Regions from separate parts of the Mus musculus genome. Here region 2 is linked to region 1. The links are chromatin contacts, called in public Hi-C maps. All regions are on one chromosome and are shown on one strand. The core of a region is the stretch at or near the end of the contact, and the rest is flanking DNA. Distances in the headings are between cores, read along the strand shown.

Region 1 (5,855 bases), core at 2,548-5,047:
ACAGACAGGGAGACAGTAGCCTTTTATTCATTAAAGCCACTTTTATGAAGCATGGGATACAAAGTTGCATGACGCACACTTTGGAGACTCAGCACCACATGCCTCTAGATTTGTGAGGTCACTCAGAAGGGGTCTGCTTTAAAAAGCCTCAGTTTGGAAACTGATGGGTCAGAGGTCGTGTCTACATTTCCACTGGACTCTTTACTTTTCTAGAAGGATCTAGAACACCTGTGCACCTCTAGATCATCCTGAAATTCAAATATATTGCTTATTTTGACTTTGCTTTTAAGCTGGAGGATGCCGTCACTATTTAGACAGTTGTGTCTTGAGTGATCAGACTAGCTTGCTTATCCAAACCCCTCATGGGTTTCAGAAATCATCAGCCGCATCAAAGACCCCCGGGCACCCGTTCCGCTTCGGCCGTCCCTGTTGGAGGATAAAGGTGATGGAAGGATTGTGGCCCTAGTGAGGGAGTGCTGGGATGAATCTCCAGAGCTAAGGCCCATCTTCCCTTCCATCAAGAAGACGTTACGAGAAGCCAGTCCCAGAGGGTAAGTTAAATGTGCAGTAGATTATTCCTTCTCCAATGTAGCCATTGGGAATTGGAAAAAAAATCATGTCGCCTATTCAACCCTCTCCAAAACTCTCAGCCACACCCAGACTATAATTTTGCTTTTCTAGACCTAATTACCAGATCATGTGCACACCCCCTTTCACACCAGCTCCCTTTATTTAGTCAGATGCACTCAGTGTTCATTTATGTTGTTGTAACAGTTTGTATGACTCTTCTCCCCCCCCCTACTTCCCTTCCTCCCACCCCCTTCCCTTCTGTTCCATTCCTTTCCTTCCCTGCCTCCTTCTCTCTCTCCTCCTCTCGTGGCTCTTCTCCATCTTCCCCCCTCCTCTCTCTTCTCTCCCGTCATCATATTTCCACTTAAAGTCCACCATATGCAAAGTTCTACACGCTGGCTCAGGTGGAGTGCTCAAGTGTTCTGTCCATTTTGTGAACGAGGAACAGACATTAGCAATGCCATGGGCCCATTCAGACATCTCTCATCAGTCAAGGCTTTTCCCCAGGCCATTTTGACACTGCCTTAGTATATTTTTCAAATTCTTATTCTAAGGATCCTAACTACTGATTTGGTGTTGGACAATATGATAAAAGTCACGTACCAACTCCAGATTATCACTGAATTGTTTTCTTCTACAGAGCTGAGTGAGGGTCAAATCCAGGGCCTCGTGTGTGTTCGGCAAGGGCTTACCACTGGGCTAACCCCAACCTTGCAGTTGGTTATCGAACCTACCTCTCAAATCCCCTTTACAGTACCAGCATCTTACATATCAGGCTGATAGTACCATCTAAAACAGTAGTTATTTATGTGTATGTGTGTCAGTAGATGCCAGAAGTTGGTGTCAGATTCCCGGGAACTGGACTTACAGTCAGTTGTAAGCTGCCTTTTTGGATGCTGGCAACCAAGTAGAAAGCACTGTTAACCACCAAGCCATCTCTCCACCCCCATGATAGTATCTTTTTTCTTTTTTCCTTTTTTTTTTTTTTTTTTTGAGACACATTCTTACTACGTAGCTCTGTCTGGCTTGGAACTCCCTAGGACCTCCCTATGTAGACCAAGCTTGACCTAGACTCATGGCAGCTTTTACCTCCCCAGTGCTGGCATTAAAGGTGCGCGTCACTACTCCTGAACTGGAGGCTATAATATTTAATACACATTAAATGTTTAACTTTAACTTGAGGAGGCAGAAAGAACCCTGGCTCGAAAGTGTTTACTTCTAATTTGTTCATTTATCTTGGTATTGTGGGGCTGGAGAGATGGCTCGGTGGGAAAGAGCACTGGCTGCTCTTCCAGAGGTCCTGAATTCAATACCCAGGACCAAGCGGTGGCTCACAACCATCTAATGGCATCTGATGCCCTCTTCTGGTATGTCCGAAGAGAGCTACAGTGTACTCATAAACATAAAATAAATAAATAAATAAATAAATCTTTTAAGAAATTAAAAGAAAATTGTTAACTTGGCATGGTTAACATAACAAGCCTGTGTTCTTCTCCAGGTCACAATAGTTTTTTAATTGCTGATTTTTATATTATCTTAATGTACATGAAATATCGGTACTAATGGTATAAAAATATAATGTTTCAATATATGTATACTTTGCCAACTAACATAATGTATCTTGGATTGGTAGATATGTCCTTGACTTTTTACTCAGACAATATGATCCCAACATTAAGACAAACGTATTTCCTACCTGAGTCTTAGTCTTCTCATCTAAAAGGTGAGCAGCATAAGCAACTTCATGGGGGGCATTTCTGGAATGCAGTCCCGCAGATCCATGCTGGGCAGTCTGAGAAATGTCCCAGTTTGCAGTCTGTACCTTTTGGCTTCGTTGTGACCATGGCAAGGAGCATGCTGGGAAGTGAAGACGAGTCATCCAAGTCCACTGTTGAATGTCTGCTGGCCGCCAGACTCACCCCTAGGCAGTTTATACACGTTCGCGCCCAGAAATCCTAAGAAAACCGCACACAAGGTACATTTTTCAGAGGAGTAAACTGAGGCCCAGAGGAACCAAGGGCGCCGCTTCAGCTCAGGGCCGGGGACTCGCTACTGCCACGGGCAGTCCTCAGTAGCACACCCTAACTAAGGCAAGAAATGTCTCTGTGGGATAGGTATTTAGGAGTTGTGTGTTCACTGTGGTCCGATGGTTCCTGGGAGAGCACGCTAACACGTGCGTTCTTTTAAAGCCACGTGAGCATCCTGGATAGCATGATGGGGAAGCTGGAAACGTACGCCAATCACCTGGAGGAAGTGGTAGAGGAGCGGACCCGCGAGTTGGTGGCAGAGAAAAGAAAGGTGGAGAAACTCCTGTCTACCATGTTGCCAAGGTATTTAGGAGCAGTGTTGGGCAGGCCAAAAACAACCCGAGGATGATAAGCTGCCCTGTCTTAGTGTCTCTGAGCAGGAAAAATATTTCTGTTGTGTGTAATAATTAAAAAATAAGCAATCCTTGCTATCGCCTGCTACTCTCCGGCTCCATTCCCGCGGTTCATTCCCGCAGTTTGCACAGTTTTCTGTCATCCAACCACTGTGGCTAGCTGTCATAAATCCCTGTAACCCAGTAAAACTCTAGAGGCTTGTAATTTATCAGTCAGATTTATATCAGTAAATTCTCAACCCACGAAATGCCCACACAATGAACTGAGAGCCAACCTAGACTGGACAAATTGTCCTGTATATTAATCCATCTTTCCTATGACATTCATAGCTACCTGTGATCTTCTCTGTTCTTCTGTCCCTCTCTGTCTCATCTCTAAAACTCTCAGCCCGCCTTCTTTTCCCACTGCCCAATCAGAGGCTTCTAGCCTTATCTTTGCCTGCCCTCACCCGCATATCAATAGCAATGCACATTGTAACCCGCGATAATGTGCAATGGGTTTATATAAAAAAAATTAACGCAACATATTTCCATTGTTCTTTTTCTAAGAGGATATCAAGCTTTGTAAAAGGGGGCCAAGCAGGGAGAGAAGGGGGGGGGGAGGGGGAGAGAGATGGAGGGAGGGACTGAGGAAGGGATATATATATATATATATATATATATATATATACATACATATATATGCATATGCGTACGTATGTATGTATATGTATGTATGTGTGTATGTACGTATGTATGTGCAAAAGTTGGCAAGTCGATTCACCTTATTAATGAAAACACAGGCAAACAAACCACAGAAAATTCAAGTGTGGTTTATGTGGAAAGTGGTGAATGCAGTAACAGGATATAGCCACTAGATGGCAGGCTAGCTTCATGTCTCCTTTGTCTAGCTCAGAATGTGCCTGTGGCATCAACTAAAAAAAAAAAAAAAAAAAGCTTCAACGTTGTTTCTCTTTCCACCTATGCATCCTCTGACCTCCAGATGGAAGCATTTACTTTTGAAATGTTTGTGCATTTGCATGTCACCAGAAGAGTGGAAGAGGGGAATATTTATTTATTTTCTTTATTTTGAGATAGGGTCTCAATATGTAACCATGGCTGCCCTGGAGCTGACTGTGTTGACAAGTTTGTCTTTGAACTCACAGAGATCCACCTGCCTCTGTCTCCTGAGTGCTGAGATTAATGGCCCATACCTTTCTAGAGCAGTAGTTCTCAACCTATGGGCTGTGACCTGTCCCCGATTTCCACCCTTTCCTGCGGATTACAGCCACCACTTAAAAATCTCTGTAGAGAAAACACCAAGTGAATAAATGCGTGTCATTAAGTCCCTCTATATGGCAAATTTAATAAGTAAAAACCTAGCTCACCAAAGCCGAAGGGGCTGCAGAGGGTCGGCTCTGCCAAGAGCCTTGGAAGCGGAAACAAGCATGAGTTTGTTAAGACCCATCTACCCTTTCTCTGATTTCAGCTTCGTGGGAGAACAGCTAATAGCCGGAAAGTCTGTAGAACCGGAACACTTTGAGTCTGTCACCATCTTCTTCTCTGACATCGTGGGGTTCACAAAGCTGTGTTCCCTCAGCTCCCCCCTGCAAGTGGTGAAGCTCCTCAACGACCTGTACAGCTTGTTTGACCACACGATACAGAGCCATGATGTATACAAGGTGAGCCGAGGTGCCCTGGGCTGTGATGCACAGACTCCCCATCTGCTGTCTCCAGGCTGAGGACAGACCACCTCTCAGCTCGTCTCAATCCATGGCAGAACCCCGATGCTTGATTTCTGTCCATCTTCTCCGGAAGGGTCTTGATTAGCCACAAATGTGCACGCTTGTCCGGAGTCACTGGGTGGCGGCTGCAGATGACTCAGTCAGTAAAGTGATTGCCTCGCAAACTGAAAGACTTGAATTTGATCATCAGAATCCATGTAGGAATAAGCAGGGCTTCGTGGTGCTAAATTCTCAGCCCCACGGAGGCAGAGTGAGGCAGAGTGCTGGGATCTGACGGCCAAGCATCTTCATTCACAGGCCAGTGAGAGAGTCTGCCTCAAACACCAAGGTGCACAGTGGCTAAGGAATGACAACTGAGGTTTCCTCTGTCCTCCACACTCGCACTGCATTGCTATGAATATCCGTTCTTTGCCCATTATTTTAATCTCTCTCTCTCTCTCTCTCTCTCTCTCTCTCTCTCTCTCTGGTTTTTTTCGAGACAGGGTTTCTCTGTGTAGCCCTGGCTGTCCTGGAACTCACTCTGTAGACCAGGCTGGCCTCGAATTTAGAAATCCACCTGCCTCTGCCTCCCAAATGCTGGGATTAAAGGCGTTCGCCACCACGCCCAGCCCATTATTTTAATCTCGCAGAAAAGATGTTTGAAAGGAGGCAGTGGCCAGTACTGAGTGTATGTCTTTCAGATCCTGGGAAGCTCAAAGCTGCTACCTTTAGATTTGTGGATCTCATTTTTGTTGGTATGATCCAGGCTAAGTGGGAGATAGCAGATATGGCCTGTACAGTGTTACACAAAGGGGCCATATAGACATGGTCCCCCAGAGTGAGAAGGAGATGGAAGAGTGTAGGGTTATGTGTCCCATGTCTGCTCTGCCACAGGGCTCAGCTGCTCGGGGAGGCAGGATGCAGGAAGTTAGACCACCCTTACCCACCACTGTCACTGGGTGGGTGCTAGGCCATTGGGAAGCCCCAGGACACTGCTCCAGGGTTTGGGGGTGGGGAAGCTCAGTCTGGGGGTCCCAGGCCTGCAATGAGGCCAGGGGCCGTTTGGTTCTCAGGCTCTTGGACACCTAGGCACTGTTGGGAGCTGCAGAAGAGCTGAGAGTGGAGTGGGCTGGATCTAGCCCAGGGCTTGGGGGAGGGGGAAAGAGGGAGGAGTGGTCCCATGGTGGGAGTTCTTGGCTTGA
Region 2 (5,846 bases), core at 1,130-3,629, 700 kb before region 1:
CCTGGCTTTTGGGGAGGAGGGGTGCGGGGGTAGGACTGTCCCAGTCTTCTTATTTTCCTACAGATCCGTTTGAACAGTGAGTTAGCTCATTCTAGATGGGCTGGAGTGATTGACTGATTGAGACCAAGGAGTCGCCATCTTGGGTATTTTTGCCTCATATGACTAAAGTGATTACTTCAAGTCAAAAAAAAAAAATCTAAAAAGACTGGCATATTTCAGGTGAGCAACTGATAATCATTAACTCCTTTTGCTTTGGAACTGGGTCAGTTACCCTTTATTTCGGATGGCTTGCCTGTGTCAGAGCTATATTTCGGATCTGTAAGGCTTAAATAATTAAATTTAATGTTTTGAGACAGGAGTCTTAACTATACAGCCCACACTGACTTTGAACTCACAGCCCTCTTGCCTTCTTAGCCTCCTAAGTGCTGTGATTACAGGCAGCCTTGTAACTCACTATGAGTCACAGAGGTGTGACCTGATTTCCTTACAAAAAACCCGACTCCTCAAGCTGGCCAATTCTCCCATGAAGAGAATCTGCAGAAACCGAGTGTCAGGTGGTGTCTGTCCCCCAGTAGTCAGAACTGAACTGATAGAAGAAGCTGGGGGCTTGGTGGGTTCAGCTCTGGACCACGATTCCCTGGAGGGCCGAGGCATATGTGGGCACTAGCCTCACTTGCTCACTGGGTATTCCATGGGCCAGAGGGGCTGCAAGCCTCCCGGAGGCCTGTAGAAGAATAAGCTGAAAGTACACACCACGGCTCACTTCCTATCTGCACAGGACACATGTCTAGTCATTCATCCTTAGGAAGAGGAGTCCGGAGAGCAATTTAGCTCGAGAGCAATGGCTCTGCCCAGCCGCTCAGTCCGAGGGGGAGGCCAAATGGACACAGTGCGTCAGAACTCACCCAAGATCGAAGGGGCAGGACGGAGATGGAAACTATCTCAATTTTCAAGAAATTCATTCAGGAAACTTTTAATCTGTAAATTAAGTCTCCCCGGGTGACATTTTGACGCAGACATTGCTTTCTCTCTATTACAGAAAGCAAAGAGATTAGCTGGGCTTGGACCCTACACTGAGCCATTTGCACACTTGAAAGAATGTTCGCAGAGGAAAATAAACACTCCTCAGACGTTAATCATATGGTTTACGATAACCATTTAAAAGCTATTCCCTGGCCTACCATTATTCAAATGAGATGCTGCCTGCTGCAAGTGAAGCCTTGTTACTTGGCGGAGCCTCAGGCAGGCTTGGCCGCCTCCTCCAGTCAGTCAAACTGCCAGGCTGCATCCAGCATCCACACAGAGTGCTCAGAGAGGCTGCCTGCCATACTAGATCCTTACGTAGAGGGCGCTATAAGCTAGACCTGCTTTTCCTGACAGGTGTAGAGACTGAATGCAGTGTGCAGCCTCTGCTTATGACACTGCTGGATGAAATGAGGAAACCTTCCTAGGCTTCAGTTTGTACATCTGTAAAATGGGCTCACAATAAACATCCGAGATATTGGAATGGGAGAAGAAAATGCACAGTGGTCTAGTGATCTGCAAGGAATACAGACTCCGGGTGATGTGGTCCCTTAAGAATACACTTAAGAATATAAGTCACTCTCAAATGTCCGGACTCCTTCAAAATCATGATGTAATCTCATTGCTACCTAGTTTGCTTAGGAAGGTACCAAGGCCAGCTTTCCCAAGCAGCCAACTCCAAAGGTGCAGATATAAATCTTATCCCTGTAAGTGGATCTCTCCAAAGGGAAGGGGGACACAGCCCAGCACATATACCAGGCGAGCCCCACTAAGAGCTCCCAGGTGTGAATCTGAACATCTCCCACCCCGAGCCCCATCGATCCCATTTCACCCATCATGCCTGGCCCAGGCTCCTGACTGAGGCCTTCGGAGTTCCCCAACTTACCTGTTTTGGGGTCTACGTCAGCTGGTAAGTGCGGAGGTGGATTTCCCGGGGTGAAGTGTTCATTGCTGTACGTGATGAGAGGCGTGAGTGGGTGGACATGGTGGGGGTGTTGCACCACCGGTACTTTGTTCGACTGTGAGGGAGGGAGAACAAAGGGAGACGTGGTGAGCTGGGTCTCCGTAGCCCAGAGCTTCAGAGCCAGGGCCAGTGTCCCCTGTAACACCCTCCCAGCTTGATGCCATAAGATGCCCTCGACTCTGCAAACTCCCCACCTCGCTAATCCATTTTAAAGTAAGAGACGGTTGGCTCTCCACACTGGCCTACTTCAGGTCCACCTCTGAGTTCCTCTGCATCACCATTAGAACCCAAGATCTCACTTTCCCATCAGCAGGTGAGTGGAAAGTTGAGGCTTTAATCCCTTAGGCCTCTTAGAGAGGGCTTCGAACACAGTATGATCAGAATCCCACTCTAGCCTTCCTAGCCACCCTCTGGTTCCACGGGCTCAGAGACACAGCAAGCAGGTGTCCACTCACTCAACCTGGGTGAAAAGCCCCACCTTTGAATGGGAGACTGAGCTTAACCAGAAAGCTCTGGCCCAGCCAGCACCTCCATATTCATCAGGCAACCGTCAGGGAGAACTCATAAATTAACCGGACAATGATGAGTTGAGCTAATAAGCAGGATACATTCAAGAAATGGGCAGTTCTGGCCGGTGAAGTACATGTGTATGTTGTATTGGGGCAGGGCAGACGGTGAGGCCGAAGCAGAAAACAAAGAAAATAAAAACATCTCAAATATTCCTAAGTGCCTTCCACAAACCCCGTCTCTCTCCCCTCCCCCCTGTGTGCTCTCCCCCCCCCCCCCCCATGCTGGGCTATAACTCAGCCCAGTAAGATCACAAAGGAAAAAAAAATTAAGCTGAAACAAGCGAACTACTGGGCCATTTACTGAGAGTAATCCAATTGCAAAAAACCCTATTCCCAATAGGGGATTTTCACTAAAATCCTACAACAGGGACATTTAACCAGATTAGGTAGCAGAGAAGATAAAGAGGCTGGTATTAGATGATGAATGGATTAGAGTCAAGTTTCATTTCAGAACGTGTCTTCATTTCCTTTTATTACGTCTAGGAAGGGCACACGTTGCATTAACATCAAGGAGAAGGAATTGCATAGAAAGAAAAGAAGGCAGGTTCCAGCACTGCCCACCAGCGCCTCCCGAGTTCAGGGACCACTGAGCAGTTAGTTCTCTTCCTTTCAGCTTCCTTTTCAGTATTTTTTAATAGAGGGAAAAGGCATAAAACACAGGAAGAGTAGCTTCCTACCACAGCTAAGGATGGGAAAGGCATCACCAAGTAGTGTTACTTCTCCATGGTATGTCAGGGAAGAAAAACGTGGTTGTCTTAGAAGATCCCAAAAGAGCATCTCAAGTCACTTGGTTTACAGCTTCCTGTAAAACCATAACTCTTCCAGAGAAAAGGGGCTAGCCAGTTGCTTAGAAGACCTAGCTACCAGTTAAGGTGTAAGTTACAGAAGGTCTGAAATAAGGAATGGTCTCTTGGAGTCACCAACCAGCAATGGCAACCAGGCTGTGTACATAAAAGCCAAGGGCTGTTGTGTCCAAGCCTGTGGCCACAGTTCATGGAAGTTCACTAAGATCCTTCAAGGGAAGAGTCCTAGGAAAGCCTTTTGTCAAGAATGGTTGAGAAGGAGTAAAGGCATCAGCTCCCATTTTGGAGGTAGGAAAGAAAGCTGAAGTGGGGATAATAGACAAGACAGGGATGGGTAGGAGCAGCCTGGAAGGAAGGAAAATGACTGAGGCTGCCTTCCAGAAGTTTCCAACTTGATTGGAAAGACAGGCCCCTGGCAACATGAAAGAATGCAGGTTGCTCTCAAGATAGATCATACATCTCATGAGGGGGGATGGATGTGACCCAGTAGTCACAGGATTGAACCTGCTTTAGGCATTTCTATCAGTATTGGGCAGGTGTGATGGCCACCACAGAGGTAGACATGGCTGGAGGTGGGCAGGAAAGCTAGCTGCCATCTCCACTGAGTTAGGGGACCCCGGCACAAGGCCATTTCTCAGTAGAGACAGGACCTGGGTAATAGAAGTACTTCTTCTGTCACCCATGGCCATGGCCGAGCCAAGGCTTGAGAGCCACACAGGCACAGGGGAACCTGGAGGCCAAAGATGGGAGTGTTTCTCTTGAATCAAGCCCTTGTTCTCAGAGAGCACGTGGGGGTGGGGGGACTTCGCACAGACCTAACACATGGCATGTTTATGTATGTAACTGTGCTGGTTCATCATCACTGTCATGATTAGCAAAGAGTTGGCAGGGGACATGGTGGTTCTGTCACCAATCCCAAGCAGAACTAGTGGGAACTATGGGGAACCTTCTTTGTCTCTGGCCACAGAAGTACAACAGCAGCATTTGGTAACAGTAAGCTAGGTGTGAGACTTACTAACTCTCCCTCTTCCATCTTAGACGCTCCTGTTAAAGATAACGTTAACCAAGCCTGAGCTCACTGACTGCTGCTGATACTCCTGTATCCTTCTCTTCTCAGCCAATTGGGTTTTTTTTCCCCCACCCAGACAACACTCTCCAGCAGTGTGGTAAAGTAGGAATTGGAGAGAGGGGACAACAAATGAAAGCTTTAGATGCCACCTGACTTTAGGAGGGGGATGGAAGTCCTATTAGGCCATGACCTTGACTACACTAACAAGTAGGTCCCTAGAAACTGCATGACCAACTCTCTATCCAGGTTGCTCTGTTCCCAAGTGAGGAGGCATATCATGGTCAAATATGCAGAATGGTCAAATATGGGGTCTACCTGCTGCCCCACACTACCTGTCAATACCTGGACCCCTTACAACAAAGGACTTCTCGTCAACACCTAGCCATGGACTCTTAGGTCCTTTCTCCCCACAGCATATTCTTCCCACCGCTGGGGTGGGGCATTATATGCTACTCATCCTTCGAGTCCTCTGAAACTCTTGCACCCAGCCTGGGATAAGACCACTTGAAAACCACCAGACTAAAGTACACACGGTAGAACAAGCTAGAGCCCATCAACCAGAGGACCAGGTTTCTGGAAGGGTTGGATGGTCCTCACACTCAGAGTAAAGCTCTTGCTGATACTACCTCTGCTAGGCCGGTGCCTTTACAATGATTCTTCTGCTGGATTCTCACAGAGACTTGAGAGTGAGAGCCTGTCCACTTGAGGAGGGCAGGGGTGTATTCTGCTTCACTGACCTGGCTGAGAGTGTCTCTCCCTACCTCCCTTCCTTCTTCCCTCTATCTCCTCAGCCTCCTTCATTCCTGCCTCCATAAAATCCAGGCATGTGCTACGTCCGTCCTGTAGGGTTATGAAGATTACATGAGACCACTCACTCACAGCACCCTGCACAGTGTCAGGCCCACACTCAATACAAAGCGACTTGGTAAAATGCAAATCTGCACAATATAAAAGATGGCGTGGTTAACCGCTTGGCTAACACCTTCCAATTAGACTCATAAAGGGGAAAAGGCAGCCTTGGAAGGAAGTTATCACCTAGATACAGGAGCACAGATGATCTATGACCACCCTACCCAAGTCACATGCCCTTCTTAAAAAATGTGATATTTAACAAATGTATTTGAAGAGCTCATGAAAAACAACAACAACAACACCTCACTGCACTGTGCCAATGACAGAGTGTGCTATGGAGGATCTCACAATTAAAAACAAACAAACAAACAAACAAAAAACAAACCCCCAAAATTGGAGATAAACAAGTCCTTCTAGAGTCAGTGAGACCGTATAAAGTATGAACCAATACAGTGAGAGAAGATTTCCAAGCAGTTAGGGTCTCCCCATCTCCCCAGCTCCCAACAATTCTCACTTCTTTAAGATTTTCTGGTATTCTGTTCACTCTAGACACTGGGAGAAAAGGT

The links. Hi-C and Micro-C count contacts between places; a contact is called where the count stands out from the background.
Region 2: a contact with region 1 is called in a Hi-C map of the N1E-115 cell line, with 4 times the contacts expected there. The contact joins two enhancer-like sites. A contact is called at or near these places in 1 of 484 Hi-C or Micro-C datasets (the N1E-115 cell line), 1 of 115 datasets of contacts at active chromatin or transcription factors (embryonic stem cells) and 1 of 9 other capture datasets (embryonic stem cells).

The regions. Positions count from the first base shown.
Region 1 is chr19:55,204,908-55,210,762 of GRCm38.p6, reverse strand. Gucy2g (guanylate cyclase 2g) reads left to right here. Exons shown (of 21, transcript NM_001081076.3): 15 at 374-551; 16 at 2,760-2,900; 17 at 4,419-4,611. Among named protein-coding and RNA genes, the nearest start is that of Mir6715, 15 kb to the right of the region's middle. Within about 2 kb of position 3,797, at least 8 of the 459 cell types and tissues checked have an H3K27ac peak or open chromatin away from gene starts, as enhancers often do. A contact at or near this core is called in the N1E-115 cell line, where this site is marked.
Region 2 is chr19:55,904,619-55,910,464 of GRCm38.p6, reverse strand. Tcf7l2 (transcription factor 7 like 2, T cell specific, HMG box) reads right to left here. Exons shown (of 15, transcript NM_001331146.1): 6 at 1,910-2,042. Among named protein-coding and RNA genes, the nearest start is that of Gm52391, 31 kb to the left of the region's middle. Within about 2 kb of position 2,379, at least 9 of the 459 cell types and tissues checked have an H3K27ac peak or open chromatin away from gene starts, as enhancers often do. A contact at or near this core is called in the N1E-115 cell line, where this site is marked.